3 separate regions of the Mus musculus genome follow, and all the other regions are linked to region 2. A link is a contact called in public promoter capture Hi-C data. All regions are on one chromosome and are shown on one strand. Each heading gives the region's core, a stretch centred on a gene start, on an enhancer-like site or on the middle of the called end of the contact. The rest is flanking DNA. Distances are from core to core; before and after follow the strand shown. Region 1 holds the start of Canx (calnexin). Region 2 holds the start of Zcchc10 (zinc finger, CCHC domain containing 10). Region 3 holds the start of Sparc (secreted acidic cysteine rich glycoprotein).

Region 1 (3,610 bases), core at 384-2,883, 3.0 Mb after region 2:
TATGCCTAGTCTCTTTGTATTTGCTAACTTTGTTAAGGTTTAGCTGTTTGGATAAACTGAAACATAAAAGAAACTTGTAATATTCTATAATGACACACCATGAACAGACCAGAAGACTGACGTTCCCAGTCTCTTTGTGGACAGTATAGTTTAGAGCCATCATGTCCTCATTTTTATTAAAATTTCACATTTATTAATGTATGTATGTGAATTTGTATAGAGGTCAGAGTACAATTCAATCTCTTCTTTCACCACGTTGAGTTCTGGGAATTAAATTCAGGCCATCAGGTTTGGTGGCAAGTGTCCTTACCTGCTGAGCCATCTCCATTGCTCCCAAAACATTTTTAGTATATGGATCCCCCAAATACCTGAGAGTCACTTTTTTGCTCTTCTGTACAATTTTCTCATCTCAAGAACTTCCTTCCAACTCCACCTACAGAAAATTTGCATATCTATGAGGTCCAGTTCAAGTCTTTGTCAGTTTAGACAGAAAAGTTCTGCCTCAACTCCTCTACTCCTTCAGTACTGACATATTTTAACACCTCTCTGCAGAAGTCGATTTTTTGGCTTTCTTAAATTCAAGGCCATCTTGGGTAACACAAGCCAGAACTCAACCTAAGTAAATTTAGAATTTTTTTTTAAATTATGTGTACTGCCTGTGCCAAGCTGGCTTCAAATTTTCATTTTGAACATGCTCTTTATAAGGCAAATAAGGAAAGCAATTTCTCTTCTTTAAAATTAGGGAGAGAGAATTGGCGGTTACTAAATTGACCCAAACATCAAATCCTTACTGCCTTTCTCTTGGGGTGGCAGGAACAAAGCTCGTTTCACATGTAGAAAAACCTGCTGTTTCTTTCCACATTATTCAAAGCTTTGGGTCACCAAATACAACCCGAGGCGATCAGGATTCTCAAGGATCTAGCCAAATCCTTAGCCACTTCAATCTTACAGCGTTATCAGCATATTGAAAAACGAGTGGGTTATGAAAAGGCTATTTTAAATCTGCACATGGCATCACCCTTTTCCTCAACTCTGTCGCTTAGGTATGTCTGATTTTAACGACTAAAATCAGGAAACAGCACGGGCACATGGGAAAGTGACTCCATGTGGCTTGATTGTGAATCTAGGTAGTGTTTTGTTAGGTAAAGAGGTCTCAGGCTCCTGAGCTCAGGGCGATGACTCCGCAGGAAAGGCGGTGTCTGCTACCCAGAGGGATTTCACTCACTGCGCAAGCACACCGCCCGACCTCTCACCATTTGTGATGAAGGCCATAGGTCCCAGGCGGGGTTGGGACAGAGTTCCTAACTCAATGGGTCGGAAAGCCGTCTTCTGGATGTCCAACACACCCGCCCTGAGGGACTAGGGCGACCCACGCGAGAACGCGTGCCAGATCCGTCCGCCCTCCGCGGCGCGCGCCCGCCCGTTTGGTGACGGCCCGCCTTCCTCCTTCATACCCAATCAGCAACCACTTCCTGCCTCGCTATTGACCAATCACCACGCTCCACGAAGAATAGCCCTAGGGGGCGTATGGGAAGGCGCTTCGAGCGATGGCTGTATCTACCAATAAATTCTTAGATCTTGCGCAAAGGGGCGGGATCTGACGTTCGTTTTAGCCACTCAGGAACGAGGGGCGGACGCGGGGTTGGGCTTCGTGCGGTGGGGCTCGCTCGCGCGGCGGCCGTAGCCGAGGCCTCTTAGTTCTGCGGCACGTGACGGTCGGGCCGCCTCTGCCGCTGTCTCCACTGCAGCACGGGGCCGGGTGTGCGGGTGGGAGAAGGTGAGGGAGCCGCCAGTGGTCCCCGGGAGGCTCGAGGTGAGACGGGAAGCGTGTGCGGGGATCTCAGGCCCGGGACGAGCCTTGGGGGACTGGGCGAGCGGCGCCGTGGCGGAGGGGGTCGGGCGTGGCTGTAGGCTCGACGACTGAGGGGTCGGGCGGGCTTTCGAATGGCGCAGGCCTGGGCGGACGCGCAGGGCAGTGAGGAGAGCGGCCGGGTTAGAGAGGCTAGCCTGGGCAGCGCCGCCGGGGTCGGGAGGCGTGGCAGGTGTCCTGGGGTTTCCCTTGACCTCTGAGAAAGCTAACAACTTCCTACGGCTTTGCTTCTAGAGCTTTCTTAGGCCCTGGCCAGGCCCACCCAGAGGTGGGCTGAGTAATCCGGTACAGGTGTGGTATTAGAATTCGGCCTAGTAGGTAGCCCAAATAGCAGGGAAAGGTGAAGTAAATCCAGAGATAAGCGTTACAGATTAGAAAATAACTTGCCCAAAGGGAAGACTGGACCATAGCATCCTGATGAGGGAGTAGAATGTACTAGAACGTGTACCGCTTGAGAAACTTAAGGCTTAACTATTAAAGCACCTGCCTATTCGGTGGTGGATAGATAGTAATCCAGTGTGGGTGTTCACAGGACCTTAAGAGCAGGAGATACAAGCGAAAGTTCAGTTAGTGAGGGGAGGAAACTGAGGCCTAGAAGTTTGAAATGACTGGCCCAAGGTCATACAGGTAGTTCTAGTCATCCAGTTGGGATTGTAACTGAGCACTAGACCGTTTGGGTTAAAAGTCCTGGTTCAAGCACCTAACTGCAATTAATCGGGGGAGTGGGAATTTGGGAGATTTTTTTTTTCTACTTTAGGGCTCAGTCCCCAGGAGTAGACAGAATGACTGATGGGCCTTGTATTGAATTCCGAGGGAATGGGAATGAGAAATTGGATGTGTAGTAAAGGTTCAGTGGGTAGGAATCGAACTGGCTTCTTGAAATCCGAATGCCTTGGTCATTACACTGATACACTAATGTTTATATTGAAGGCCTGTGTGCCAAGACCTGAGGACACATTGATGACACTTTGTGTATTAACTGCTGGTCATGACACTAGTGATTGCATTGCTAGTTGTGTGAAGTTAAACCAAACTGAATACTAAAAGCTTGGCAAAGTTGAGCTACAGTCTCTTTACCCTTCAGAAATGGAAGAATCTGCCTGTTTTTTAAAAATAATTTGCCCTCCCACCCCTTTAAAGGGGGACAAGTTGGGTTACCTTAAAAATCTTTGTATATTTTCCAGTAACCTTTGAAAGGGCATGAACAGAATCAATTCTCATGTTGTACTTATACTGTAATTAAGCTTACAGGCCAGGCAGGGGTACACTACAGGTGAGCCAGGCCCTGAAGAACTGTATATAGTAGTGAGCCATTCACAATAGGAGTTTACCGAACTGTCTGTGAATGGGTGTCACCTCCTTGCTATCTTAACTCAACAGTGCAATTAACTCCTTAATCTTTCAAGAGCCACAAGGCATGTGCATCTTGACAACACACCTTGCATCCTTGTCCTGCAGAGGTCACTTGCCCAGTAAGAGAACTTTGAGGGAGTAGAGTGGCAGTTGCTAAGAATAACTGCAGAAGACTGTCCAGCATGATAACTTTAATTCCTATCCTTTAAAAATGGGAATGAAAGAAAGAAAGAAAGAAAGAAATGGGGATGAGTGTGCTACTTGCTTTGCCTTTGAGAGGGCAGATACTAAGAAACTGTTTGGGAAAGTGTAAGGAAATGGACAAATAGTATTGGCAGCTCATAAAAAGTCCTAAGAAGTAATTAAAGTGCCAAAGATAGTTGTAGT
Region 2 (3,175 bases), core at 80-2,579:
CCATGCAGAGTGGGTATGACATTACTGGAGGGTTTTAAGATGAAGTCTTATTATGTTGCCCAGGCTGGACTCAAATTCATGTTCAAGTAACTGGTCTCCGCCCCTTACATCGCTTACACCACTGAATGGGTAGTTATTGAGTTGGTTGGTTTTTTTTCTTTTCGGAGACAGGGTCTCCCTACACAGCTGAGGCTGGCCTGCAGTTTGCTCTTTAGATCAGGCTGGCTTTGACTCAGTGCTACTCCACCTGATTTTGCTTCTCCAGTGCTTGGATTAAAGGCATCTGCCACCAGGACTGATAGTTACTGAGATTCAAACTGGGCATGGTGGCACAAGCTTTTAATCCCAGCATACTGAAGGCAGTCAGATATCTTGAGTTCGAGGTCAGCCTGGTCTACAGAGTGAGTTCCAGGACAGCCAGGGCTACACAGACAAATCCTGTCTCTAAATCTGCCCAACCCACCCCCAAATTCTAACAGACTCATAGCAAATATACCATTTCCTATCTTTCCCCAAATCCTCTGCTGACTCAGTCCTTTCTATGGCTTTTAGTCTGTTTTCAAATGTCACCCCTCACAGATGAATTTCTAGAACTGACTTGAACTGGGCCTTTTGCCTTTCCTCACCACAGCCTCTTATCCCCTTTAAAGCTTAACTTTGTTTTGTTTTTAGAGAGACAGGGTTTCTCTGTGTAGCCTTGGCTGTCCTGGAACTCACTCTGTAGACCAGGCTGGCCCCGAATTCTGAAATCTGCTTACCTCTGCCTCCTGAATGCTTGGATGTACCATCACCATCCGGCTCCTACAAAGCTATTTAAACCACTAGCTGTACTTGTTTAGAGTATCAACAGGTTCCACAATAAAACTGTTAAGCTGCGTAGCTTGAATACATTTTTCTTCAGAGAAACTGTCTGTGAGTGATTGTACTAAAATAATTATTTACAGTGAGAGCTGCAGAAAGTGAAACGGTCGATGGGGAATTAATAGGCATTGCAGACAGGCTTGTTTCTAGAAAGGGCGATAGGAAGGAGGCAGGTACGCTGAAGAGGGAAAAGTTTGGGATCTTGAGAGGGAAGATGTGGGATCAAGCATCCAGGCTACCCTTGACATGTGGACCGGACAGAGGAACACAGACCACCCAACGACCAATTCTTGGATTCATTTCGAACTCTCTTCAAATCCCGCTCAGTTCAGCAGCCTGCGCCCGCTCACTAGCTAGCGGACAGGCGTCTGCACGCCCCCAGCCCTCCTGCACACCCCACAAGCATCTCACTTACGCTTTCCTTCGAGCTATGAGCCGATGCATGGGAGTCGCCATCTTGGAGCGGCTGGAGTCTGCCGCACGGGTTTTTGGGAAACTAGCACCGGTGGGCGGGTCCTTAGAAACCTCTGCGGTCCTGGGCGGGGCCAGACGGGCTCAATTCAGAAGAGGCTAATGGTGGCCACTAGCTGGTTTGTCTTTTCTAATGTGGGCTTGTGTGTTCAGTATGAATAGGGTCTTGAAGGGTGATCTCAAACCAGGGGTCTGTAATACATATGCAGTGGAATTTTGTAGTATTCAAAAAATCCTAAAAAAAAAAAATCCTGTAATCCAGGATTTTGGAGGCTGAGGCAAGAGGATTGCTATGTTTTTGAGGCCAACCTGGGAAAACTTATGGCCCTAGCTCAAAACCAAACCAAACAAAACCAAAAAGGCCAGGAAGTAATGGCCCACATCTTTAATTCCAACACTTGATGGGATTCACGGCCAGCCTCATCTACACAGGGAGTTTCAGGAAAACCAAGGCTGCACACACAAACTGTCTCAAAAAACAAAACACCAAAAACCCCAAGAAATTACAGGTGTCGTCATGATGACTGGATCATTCTGATTTTGTTGTTGTTTGGTTGGTTTTTTGTTTTGTTTTGGTTTTTTTTTTTTTGTTTTTGATTTTTCTTTCAAAGATCTGCGTAGAGGATTTTTTGGTCTTTTTTTGAGACAGGGTTTCTCTGTGTTGCCCTGGCTGTCCCGGAACTCACTCTGTAGACCAGGCTGGCCTCGAACTTGTAAATCTGCCTGCCTCTGCCTCCCAAGTGCTGGGATTAAAGGCATGCGCCACCACTGCCCGGCTGTGTAGAGGAATTTTAATCCAGCAACATGGCTGCTCTGGAAAGGAATCAATCATAAGTGATGGGAGTACAGACATGAGTTCCAGGCCAGCATGGTACAGAGAAAGTTTCAGGTAAAGAAATTTAGTTCCAGGTGTGGTGGCACATTCCTTTAATCCCAGCACTCAGGAGACACAGGCATGCAGATCTCTGAATTCTACTCAGTTTGGTTGAGTCTTAAGAGAGGAGGAGGGGTAAGGGGAGTGGAGAGGGAGACAGGACCAGACAGAAACACCATGTGTTTGCTTGGGATTGAACTCAGGACCTCTGGAAGAGTAGTCAGTGCTCTTAACCTCTGAGCCATCTCTCCAGGCCCCTCTTTTTTTTTTTTTTTTTTTTTAATTGTTAAAGATAACATCTTTAATTTTTCAGGCTGGCCAGAAACTTAGCTCAGGCTAGTCTAATTCCCAAGTTATGACACAAGTTTCTAAAATCAGGATTCAGGATGTAGAGAAAGGAGGACAAGGAGGTTAAGGCCAACCTGGGCTATATAGCAAATATGAGGCCAGCCTGGTCTCCAGAGTGAGTTCCAGGACAGCCAAGGCGACACAGAGAAACCCTGTCTTGAAAAAATTTTTTTTTATATCTACAAAACCAAATCACTCTTCATTAGTCCTCCTCCAGCCCATACCTGACTTATTGCGTTCAGGCATTTGTTTTCCCAGATAAAATCTTTTTAAAACTTCTAATTGATTCTTTGTGGATTTCACGTCATGCATCCCAGGCCTGCTCATCTCCCCATCCCCTCTTATCTGCCCGTCTTCCAACCTTCCCCCCTTCAGATGAATTTCCTGAGTGAAAGTTTGGGGCCTTGAGATGTAGCTCTGTGGTAGAGTTTTTACCCAGTATGTGTGTATTAGGTTCTCTAGAGTCACAGAACTCATGGGTAAGAGAATTTGATGACTTACAGTCTGTACTTCAACTCCCCAACATTGGTCCAAGGATCTAGCAGTAGTTCAGCCCCACGAGGCAAGAAGGTGAAGAAGATAGAATCTTCCTTCTTCCAGTGTTCTTATATAGTCTCCAGC
Region 3 (3,425 bases), core at 864-3,363, 2.1 Mb before region 2:
AGTGAACTTGTTCTATCTTTGGTCTAACTTTGGTATGACCCAAAGTCTGTACTAGGTATAGTTCTTTTTGCTTAGTTTGAAGCACGAGGCTTCAGTTAATTTAAGTCTCCTCAATGCCCAGAGCTGCAGTAAGCAATCCTGTGGAAATAGACATCGGTCCTATGGGCAGAGCAGATGCTTAGGGAGTCTATTGGAACCCCAAATTTGGTGGCCTAAAGCTCCCAGTTGTTGGATCAAGGAGAAGACTCAGGAGTCTTATGTAGGTGCAAAAGTCTCCTTAGGATTCTTCACAGGCCCTTTGGAGAGAGAACCTGAAGGAAGCCATAACTCTTCTCTGCAGAAAAATGTGCGGGTACTCAGGAGGTCTGAGGGTCTCTGTCCCAGACTGGAACCCTAAGAAAAGAGTCCCTTCTGTTTTCTTCAGGCGGGATAGTGGAAGGCCACTCACTGATTACAAACAAAGCAAAACTAACTAAAAACCTTTCGGACAGATGCATGAAAGCCCCCATTTTCCTGGGCTGCTTGTCAAGGGAAGGCAGCAGATGGTGCTATACGGTATGGGAGGGAGGGAGATGATGTTGAGGTGTCTACTTCCTGTGAGAGAGGCAAGGAGACTTATATGTTGAGTGGACAAGGAGGGCTTATCTAAGGAGGTGACATTAGAATAGAGTTCTGAAGGATGAGAAAGGTCCAGGCTCAGGAAAGGTCCAGTCCAAACTGCTTTGGCTGGAGAGCAGGAGGAGTGTGGTAGATGAGGGCGTGGCAGGGAAGGCAGGGATCCTGGTGTGTATAAGCTTATCTCTAGACTGTTCTTTTACCTTCTCCAGTCCCCTGTTATCCAAACTCAATGGCTGCTTCGATATCTACGCTTTCAGGAAGTTTCTGCTGATCTGACCCCCTGGGAGAAGCCTTGGGGTCTGCATCACTGAGGAAGTGGTTCTGCACATGAGGTGCATCCCTTTAGCCACACCCCAAACTCCTGCCACCACGTCTATTCTGGTACCTCCCCAGGTAGGCAGGCCCAAAATGTTCAGTCAAGAGCTGCTGCATAGATGAGGAGTGTCCATGTTCCCCAAAGAAGAGTGGGGCTGAAATGTAGACTCAGCGTTCTCAGACCACTTTTGGTCAGGTGTTACTGGGTAAGCTGTTTGCCCTGCGTGAGCCTGTGCCCCTGTTATTAAAATGGCCTCTTGGGACCGGAGAGATGGCTCAGCGGGTAAGAGCACTGACTGCTCTTCCAGAGGTCCTGAGTTCAATTCCCAGCGACCACATGGTGGCACACAACCATCTGTAATGGGGTCCGATGTCCTCTTCTGGTGTGTCTGTCTGGGCTGCAAATGCAGCTTCATTGGTAGCATGCTTGCTTAACAATCATTAACACCCCCCCCTGCCCCCCCCCCGGCCCCGAGGTCAATCCTCAGCACTAAATAAAATAGTCATGGTAGGTAGCACACACATGTAATCCTAGCACCCTGGAAGTAGATAGAAGTAGGAAGATCAATAGTTCAAGGTCATCCTCAGCTACATAGTGAGTGGTCAGCCCAGGCTACGTGCGACCTCTTCCAAAACCAAACAACACCTAAATGAAAGGCCTGTGGCTTCCCCACCAACCCTGCTATTGCTTCTGATCTGACTATCAGTATTATTGCTCTGAGTTTGTCAGGTACTGACAGCGCAAGTCTTCCAGCTTAGTTCTAATCCTTCACGTACCCGTGGTTGGTGCCACTAGACCTAGAGGGGACTTCGCCTCGTTATCAAGGATGATGCCACCAGTATCACCAGTGGCAGCTTGTTTTGTTGGCACTGAGAAAACTGGGTACTTTTGCTCCCCCACTGCCATGCCAGCGTGCACTCTCTGCCTTGCTGTACATTGCTAAGCCCAAGAGAGTGCTCAGGCAAGTTCACTCGCTGGCTGTGTGTAAAGTAGGACAAGGGGCTTAGCCGTGCCTCTGTGACTCTCTCTCTCTCTCTCTTCTCTCGGTTAATGTCTAGGACTCTTCAGTCAGCAGCCTCGGCTCTGAACAAGGCCTGGCCTGTTCTAGGTGATTCCAGCAGCTGTTCCAGCCCTGACCCTCATGTCTGTTTAGGCAGGAGCCCCAGAACAGATGAGACAGGTGGGGCCAGGGTGTCTGGGTAGCACACAGCCTACCACAAGGCAAGGAAGGGAGAAAGAAAAGACAGCTTTGGTTCTGGGGAGAAGGGGGAGGCAGGCCAGGGGAAGGAGGAGACAGAGGAGGAGGAGGGCCTTTGAGTGGAGGCGGAGGGTGAGACAGACCCTGCCCAGAGCTCCAAGAGGCTTCCTGCTGCTCGCCTCTAAACCCCTCCACATTCCTGCAGCCCTTCAGACCGCCAGAACTCTTCTGCCGCCTGCCTGCCTGCCTGCCTGCCTGCCTGCCTGTGCCGAGGTATGCACCTCCCTGTCAGCCCCTGCCCTTCTGTAAGCTTCATCATCTCCTCTCTGCCCCATCCCCATGACCAGTCTCAGGGGGAGGTGAGCTGGAAACCTGTTGCTCACTCACAGGGGAACTTGTTGTCTCTGTAGCACTGCAGAAAATAGCCATGGTTTGCGGGGACCGCTTTCTCTGTGTTCTCTGGTGGCAGAGGCTACTGGTCTGTCCTCTGTCACCCTCGGAGGCAGCTGCCTCCTTTTCTGAGAATCCGATCCTCATTTGCCCATCATGACTGCCAACCCAGAGAAAATCTGGCTGGCAGCCTGTTGGGTCTGGCTTCCTATTCTGGGAGAACAGACATCCAGTTCTGGGTCAGAGCACTGTTGTCCAAATGGGACTTTGCAAGAAGGATAAACAGATCTGTAAACAGCCAAGGCAAGACATTCCCTTTAGTCAGTTCCTCTGGGAAGGCTCTGGTCCCTTCAATCTCTGTCCACCCCCACCCCATCACCCCGTGGCATTTCAGTCAGTCTGAAATGCCATTGTCTCTCCCAGCCTGGGGTTGCCATTGTTCCCAGCCTAATTCTGAGAGGTGGTCATCACTGGCATTAACATTGCTTCTACCGTATCTAGACATCTGAGAAAGCCAACAATTTGATACAATCCAGAGACGACAGGGAGGAGGGTGTGATGGGGAGGAGGGAGACAGAGAGATATAGCTCCAGGACACTTTTCTTGCTACTACTGAATCTATCCAAGACTCAGCCTGTTGAAAGCTTGTCTGCTCCAAGCTGTTCTGTAAACTTCCTGTGACTCCTAGAATGGCTGGAAATAAGCCTCACCTAAGGGGGACAAACAGGTATCAGGCATCTGCCTCAGGGACAGACAGCACACCTGCAGGGAGGGAGTGTCTCCACTGACAACTCTTTTAAGTTTCTAGAACCTTCCTAGTGTAGGGAGTGGAGTGAGATGCGGACCCTACATGAGGTAACAAGCTTTAGGCAATTTGTGGGCGATCTCACATAGCCATCTCCC

What was found. Promoter capture Hi-C pulls out the DNA fragments that hold promoters and counts their contacts.
Region 1: a contact with region 2 is called in a promoter capture Hi-C map of pre-B cells, with 4 times the contacts expected there. The contact joins the promoter of Canx here to the promoter of Zcchc10 in region 2. A contact is called at or near these places in 5 of 39 promoter capture datasets (the C10 cell line, hippocampal neurons, liver and 1 more) and 1 of 115 datasets of contacts at active chromatin or transcription factors (large pre-B cells).
Region 3: a promoter capture Hi-C map of liver shows a contact between it and region 2, with 4 times the contacts expected there. The contact joins the promoter of Sparc here to the promoter of Zcchc10 in region 2. A contact is called at or near these places in 1 of 39 promoter capture datasets (liver) and 1 of 115 datasets of contacts at active chromatin or transcription factors (extraembryonic endoderm stem cells).

Annotation. Positions count from the first base shown.
Region 1 is chr11:50,323,696-50,327,305 of GRCm38.p6, reverse strand. Canx (calnexin) reads left to right here and starts at 1,633. Exons shown (of 15, transcript NM_007597.3): 1 at 1,633-1,813. It overlaps Gm46280 (a long non-coding RNA gene), which reads right to left and starts at 1,554. Exons shown (of 2, transcript XR_001780205.2): 1 at 1,254-1,554; 2 at 150-433.
Region 2 is chr11:53,322,843-53,326,017 of GRCm38.p6, reverse strand. Zcchc10 (zinc finger, CCHC domain containing 10) reads right to left here and starts at 1,329. Exons shown (of 4, transcript NM_026479.4): 1 at 1,277-1,329. The coding sequence starts at 1,317.
Region 3 is chr11:55,418,768-55,422,192 of GRCm38.p6, reverse strand. It overlaps Sparc (secreted acidic cysteine rich glycoprotein), which reads left to right and starts at 2,113. Exons shown (of 10, transcript NM_009242.5): 1 at 2,113-2,405.